Linked DNA regions of Mus musculus: region 2 is linked to region 1. A link is a contact called in public Hi-C data. All regions are on one chromosome and are shown on one strand. Each heading gives the region's core, a stretch centred on a gene start, on an enhancer-like site or on the middle of the called end of the contact. The rest is flanking DNA. Distances are from core to core; before and after follow the strand shown.

Region 1 (3,230 bases), core at 153-2,652:
CACTTTTTGTGTTTGTAATGTAATAGTAATGTCTCGGTAAAAGGCAGACCCCAGTGCACTGGTAGCTGCAAGATGAAGGAATTCACGCTGCCAGGAGAGCTTGGGTCAGGGTCTACATGCTTCTCATCTTTGGGTGAGCCTGTGGCTTCTCTTGAGGTATTAAGCAGACTTGGGGTGAGGGTATCCCCACATGTTGTTTTCCATTAATCTTACATCACCTTTGACACAAAACCTGTACTCAAGCAGAGGGCTTTCTGGGCTTCAATGAGGAGATGGGAGGTCTGGGAGATATTATCAGGCCAATGTGTTAGTAGGAGTAGTTTGGAAGTGGGAAAGGGAAAATTTTGTCCAGCTTAAGTGGACGTCTCTGAATGGCCTTTTATGGGTCCCTGTTTTCCAGAGCAAGCTTCTGCCTCACTAAACGTTTCTGTTAGGAAAACCTTGCCCTGCAGTTTTGGCTGTCTCCTCCCCCCCCCCCCCCCCCCCCCACACACACACACAGCAAAGGCTAGCCTAGTCCTCTCTCCAACCTAAGGGAATTAGGAGTCTTTCTTTGGGCACTGCTGTGTAACTGCTTTCTTACTGGTCGCCAGAGGCTCAAAAGGCAGCTCTCTGTTGATGTTAGTTTTAATACGCCGAGAAAATTTATTTTGGGCAGTGATAAACTTCAAAATTACTATTGCCTGAAGCTCCTGCGTCCAGGATCCACCTTGTAAAATCACTTCTGGCTAATGATGACACCCGAACGCACCAGGCTCCAGAGATTCTGAGACTTGAGTGCACAAGGAAGAGGTGGGGATCTGAGAAGAAAGGGAACAGAACGACTATTTCCCAGACCCGACGTGGGTGATGACATAGTTCCTGAAATACAATGCATGGTAACATCGTGTACAAGTGCCACCCGGGGAAAGCCACTGACAACTGTGCAGACCTGTAAGGGACATGAGGACGGGAGATTGGAGTTTGGCCTAGCATTATTCAGGGAAATAGTACACTGCTTTCACACATGTCCTCTCTAGTCCAAATAACAAATGAAATGAAAACCTTTATTATCTCTCCCCTCTCTCCCGACTGTATGTGTGCGCGCGCGTGCGTGGGAGGAGGAATGTAGGTGGGGGACTTTTTCCCCTAGGGTCCCTTGAACTCAGCCCCTAGGCTCCAACGCCACCTTTTAGACTCAAGGGAGAGCAGGAAGTCTCCGATCGCACTTTCCCCAAGAGCAGAGTGAGGGTAGGGACGAAGCTTCCACAGCCGCTGCAGCACCGGGAACCGAGGGTCTGGCTGGGGGCCGCGCGGAGGCGCGCGGAGCCGGGGCGCGGGCGGGGCAGGAGGCTGCAGAGCCCTGCGCGCCGCCGCGCGAGCTGCTGGGTCACAGCCGGGACCGCGCCGCCTGCTCGGCGAGGAAGTGACGACTGCGCCGTCCCGAGAGCAACAAAGTTTGAGTCTGCTGGTCGCGCTCGAATTGCGTCCCGCGCCCCCTCGGAGCTGCCCAGGGATCCAGCGTGCAGGTGAGTCGCGGGAGCCTGGTGGCCTTCCCGCCGTGGGGGGCGCCGACGTGGAGCTCGGGGCGGGAGGGGGGATCCGGAATTCGTTGGGGTTCGGCGGCGCGGGCCGGGTCGTGGGACGCTGGGAGTGGGGGTGCAGGAGAGGGACAGGGTGGCGGAGATCTCGGCCGGTGTTGCGCCCCTGAGGTGGTTGTTTTGACTCGGGACTTAGACCGGCCTGGCTGCAGCCTAGCCCTCTCAGGGAGCCACCCCTGAGCGCAGCGATGCCGGGAAGGGGCCTCCCCGGACCTGCGACCGGAGCCAGCCCTACACCCCGCGCCCCATCTCTTCGGGTTGCGTGCAGCTGCTTTTCCAGCCCTTCCCGGTGTTTCCCCGGGAAACGTTCCCTTCCTCTACGCCGCCCTCCACCAGGTTTCAGGAAGGAAGTTACAGGAACTTTCCCTCTACTTTTGTTTGCTCGGCCTTGCAGTGACGAAGAGCAGAGCAACTCAGAAGTTTGGGTCAACAGCCCTATCCATTTCCAACCAGCAAAACCCGAGTTGTCCCCCAGGCCTCCTTGAAACGAGCCCCTCCCGACTCTACACTTTTCCTCCCTCCCTCCCAAGCCCCGAACCCAACAGTAAGCTCTCTAAGGCCTAACACTTTGCAATTTAGCCATAAAAACTGTCAGCACACCCACGTACATATGTGAGTGTTTTCTATATAAAACCCAGAAAGCCGCTTCCAGTGGACTCCGTGGCATCTTGTTCTTTTCTGTGTTCTAAAACGGCTAGGGCTGCAGGAGTTTGCCTGGGAACTTTGATGATGGTTCCCCGCCGCCCGCCCTCGGTAGCCTCGTGCTTCTGGGTCTTTAAAGAACAGCTGAGAAGTTTATGACATCTTTGCATAGTTGCAGGGGTCTTGGCGTGGCCCAGCAGCTGGCGCCAGGGCTCCTTGGTTTGTGCCTGAAGCTGTAGCAGCGGCGGGGACAGGGCGATGTGTGCAGGAATGTGTGTACAGGCCGTGGACAGTTGGAGATGGGATGTCTAGAGCTTGAATAGTGCAGTCCCTAGCAGCAGCTTTCTGCCGGTCTGTAATTACTGCGTGATTGCACAGTCAGGCTTTGTTGGCGTGGATGTTTATACACACGCTATTGTGCAAGCTCTTGGTGGTGGTGAACAAAACGCAGATTTGCATTGCAAATGCTTAGGACAGATCTGGGCCTGAACTGCTGTTCTCGAATTCTTCTTACCCTTTAACTTTTGCTGGATGGTTGTTTCCTTGCCTCTCCCTTAACCTCCGACAGCTTGCTGATCTCCTGAGAGTCTGGCTACTCAGGAAAGCAGTCTCTCTTTACTATTTACTACAGAATAAATATCTTAGGCAGCCTGAGCATTGTGCCAAGAACTGTACCTTCACTTGTCCTGAGAAAATGTGGGATGACGTCAGCAGGAAAAGGAGATAGGAGATGACTGTCCAATCCTGTCTTCACGGAAGGGCTGTTTGAATGAGCAGAATTGCAGGATTGGGGCTAGCTATAAAGAGGAGTCACAGGTCATGTATGTCTGAGCTGGCCGGGCAGACTTTGAGCCTTGAAGGATCAGCTGCAGACATTTAGGTGGGTCCTAATTCCTTTATTGTGTTCTGGGCAAAGGGGAAGCATGCTTAGTGGGTAAAGGAAATGTGCCAGGCTCTGAGACTATGTGTCTGTGTGGCCGATGGGTGTGGGGTTGAGGGTGACTCACA
Region 2 (3,574 bases), core at 725-3,224, 42 kb before region 1:
TTTCCTGCACCCATCACCTGTTACTTGAGGACCACTGCTCAGGTCTTACAGCTGTCAACCTGTCAACCCTGAGCTTGCTTGTGCCTGAGGGGTTATGTTGTGATTGTTGTTGTTAAAGGTGGTGTGTGTGTGTGTGTGTGTTTGTGTGTGTGTGTGTTACTAATGAAGCTTATTGGCAGTTCTTAGGATGTGGTCACAGAGGGAGATAGAAAAGATTACCAGGCCCAAGACACCTGTAATATTGCTCACAGGGTTTAAAACAAAATGGTGCTCAGTCTTGGTTTCCCCCAGGTAATACCAACCCAGAAGGGAACCTCCAACGTGGACTTGGTAAGATCACAGAATCTTTCCAATTCCAAGGTGTGAAACACCAGGAACATCTGGTTTAAGAACTGTACCAGATGCTGCCAGAGTGTGGCTAAGAAGCAGCAGCCCAAAGATACAGACAACGGAGCCTGACTGTGGACAGACAATCCTATTCTCTGAGGTTCAGAGAACAATTGTCTTCATCCACCTCCAGTGGAAGTTTATTTCCCAGAACACACCCACCACCTGCCACACACACACTGACACACTCATACACACACATGCTCACACACACACACTCACTCACATACACCCCCTTACACATAAACACACAAGCACACGCCCACACACACACATTCACAATACTCACACACACTCATGCACATATACTCTTACACACTCACACAAGCATGTGCACACACGTAAGAAAAAGGTTTGCCTACAGGGAAAGTACTGAGTGATGTTGGAAGGCAGAAGAGAAGCAACAGCTGGGATGCTCTTCTGGCCTCACATTTGCTGCTGGCCTGGTGTCTCTCTCTCTCTCTCCCTCTCTCTCTCTCTCTCCCTCCCCCCCCTCTCTCTCTCTCTCACACACACACACACACATACATGCATGCACACACGCACGCACATATGCACACTCCATCCCTTCGTATGACCAGCTACTGGCTCTGCATTCCTCCATCTCTCTCTGAGGCTCTTTAGGATACTTTCTAAACAAGTGCTGTACACTCAAGTCTTTATTGCACATGTACAGTACAGGGAGGATTCTCCCACCATGCAGCTGTGGGCCTTAGAGCTACAGCAGGCCTCTTTCAGGTTTGCTAAGAAGTCCCTGAGGGGGTCTCCAAAGTTCTAAGTTTTCAGTTTAATTTTTCTGGTGGTGGGGATGGATCCCAGGTTCTCAAACATTGGAGGCAAGTGCTTTGCCATTGAGTTACACCCCCATTCCTTCAGTAATAATACATCCTGTATAGTCATTCTTGTAGAATAAATGTTTATATATCAGATACTGCTGAGGAAGATAAAGAGAGGCACATGAGTGTGACCCAAATATATCTGAGCCCCATTTCCTTCCTTAAGATCTACGGTATTACATTGTGACCAAAAGCAACACAGAGCTGACTTCCAACAATCTTGCAGATAGTAATGCTTTCCTTCAATATTCAAGTCAACTGGGAAAGAAGTTGTAGAAAGTTCTCTAGCCCCAAAGTTTTACCCGTAAGTCATTTGCTTAAGTCTGTCTTCAGTTCTTCAAAGTCTCTGGTCCCTGGGAGCTCTTCTTACACTGGTGTCCCTGACCCTACCCCCGACTGCTCTGGTTCACTTATGATGGTGTCTCACAAACCATGAGTTACCTTGATAAGTTGGGCAAGAGACAGAATTGGAAATAGGATGTCTTAGCTAACTGAGTTTTACTGCTGTGAACAGACATCATGACCAAGGCAACTCTTATAAGGACAACAGCTAATTGGGGCTGGCTTACAGATTCAGGGGGTCAGTCCATTATGATCAAGGTGGGAGCATGGCAGCATCCAGGCAGGCATGATTCAAGAGAAGCTGAGAGTTCTATATCTTCATCTGAAGGCTGCTACCAGAACACTGGCTTCCAGGCAGCTAGGATGAGGAGCTTAAAGCCCACACCTACAGTGACACACCTACTCCCACAGGGCCACACCCTCTAGTAGTGCCACTCCCTGGGCAGAACATATTGCAAACCATCACACAGAGAGACTGACTAATTGTGTTTCAAAAGTGCCCCCCCCCCCCCATCACAGGTGAAAATGAACTAAACAGACTGCAAATTTAGCATCTGTGTCTAAATCTGGTGTCTGCCCTGGGAGAAATGGAGATTAACAGGACTGCAGTTCAGTTTCCTTCCTTTCGCCAGCAGCCAGTCCCACACGCAGGGATGCATTTCACAGAGGGTTGCTAAAGGCCTTCCAGCCCATTAGAACATTCTTTCTGTTGATTTCTCAAGCAGTGTGACTGTCCCCTGGAGAGACGTGAACTTCTCCATCTGCCCTGGCACGACTGCACACACGGGCTCTCATGGAGTGTCCATTATTGTTGTCCAGACTTAAGATCTAATGTAGGAAAAACAGGGCCTCTCAAGCTGGCTGACCTCTGACCCCTTGCCCATTTTACTCTTTCTGACATCAATGTATGAAGTAAAAGTTTCTACGGTTGACCGAGTGCCAGAGCTCCATCTCCATCTCTGCTGATGGAAGAGAAGAGGAGGGAAGTTAAATCAGGCCGTGGGCGCAAGCTCTGTGCTTCCTGTGATAGCCTTGTCTGTTTGGGGCTCAGAAAATGGACCCTAAGTCTGGTACTTTGACATATTAAAAAAAAAAAAAAGAAACTTAGAACTTAGGACTGGGATGTAGCTCGGTGGTAGAGCACATCCTAATATGTGCCTGGCCCCTGCTTATTCTCTCTCTCTCTCTCTCTCTCTCTCTCTCTCTCTCTCTCTCTCTGTCTCTGCCTCTGTCTCTGTCTCTCAAAATAAAAATGTTTTAAGGTTAAAAATAGGCAGGCTTGTCTGGCTTCAGTGGAAGAGGATGTGCCTAGTCCTGCAGTGACTTGATGTGTCGTGTGTGTGTGTGTGTGTGTGTGTGTGTGTGTGTGTCTGTGTGTGTGTGACATGGGAGACTGCCTGCCCCTTCTTAGAGGAGAAAAGGAGTGAATGAGAGGAGAATCTGTGTAAGGGGGTACTAAGAGGAGAAGGGAGGCTGATATTGGGAGGTAAGGTGAATAAATAAATATATAAATAAATAATGCCTTAAAGGTTCCTGGGAGGGGGGAGAGAAGGCAGTCATGATGACGTAGACCTTTAATCCTAGCACTCAGGAGACAGATTAGATCTCTGTGAGTTTATAGCCAGCCTGCTCTAAGTAGCAAGTTCTAGACTATCCAGGGCTACATAGTAACCCTCTCTGTACTAAATAAATAAATAAATAAATAAATAAATAAATAAATAAATAACCCTCTCTGTGGAAATGGCTGACTTTTCTCTCCTTCCTGACTGGGTCAAGTGTGCAGGCGTTCTGTGTGACGGATTATTTCCTCTCAAACTATAAATTGAAATAAGCCCTCTTCCCTTTGAGTTGATTTCTGCTGTGTGTTTGGTCACGGCAACAACAAAGGGCCTGACTTGGGAAATTGGTGCTGAGAGGGAACCGGGGGCCAGTTACTGTGCTGAGACTTACTGTGTGATACCCAGGCCTCTGGACATGTTTTGCTGGAGGAATCCAGAAATGGTTCTACA

What was found. Hi-C and Micro-C count contacts between places; a contact is called where the count stands out from the background.
Region 2: a contact with region 1 is called in a Hi-C map of group 2 innate lymphoid cells, with 1.7 times the contacts expected there. The contact joins the enhancer-like site here to the promoter of Mideas in region 1. A contact is called at or near these places in 4 of 39 promoter capture datasets (hematopoietic stem and progenitor cells, hippocampal neurons, pre-B cells and 1 more), 7 of 484 Hi-C or Micro-C datasets (ECoMG myeloid progenitors, the G1E-ER4 cell line, bone marrow-derived macrophages and 4 more), 9 of 115 datasets of contacts at active chromatin or transcription factors (the SCID.adh cell line, bone marrow-derived macrophages, embryonic fibroblasts and 4 more) and 2 of 9 other capture datasets (adipose tissue and pancreatic islet).

What each region holds. Positions count from the first base shown.
Region 1 is chr12:84,217,053-84,220,282 of GRCm38.p6, reverse strand. Mideas (mitotic deacetylase associated SANT domain protein) reads left to right here and starts at 1,402. Exons shown (of 13, transcript NM_001163501.1): 1 at 1,402-1,508. Gm46319 (synapsin-1-like) reads right to left here. Exons shown (of 3, transcript XM_030247050.1): 2 at 1,169-2,133; 3 at 631-800. The coding sequence ends at 719.
Region 2 is chr12:84,259,306-84,262,879 of GRCm38.p6, reverse strand. No RefSeq gene overlaps it. Among named protein-coding and RNA genes, the nearest start is that of Ptgr2, 24 kb to the left of the region's middle. Within about 2 kb of position 1,974, at least 7 of the 459 cell types and tissues checked have an H3K27ac peak or open chromatin away from gene starts, as enhancers often do. A contact at or near this core is called in group 2 innate lymphoid cells, where this site is marked.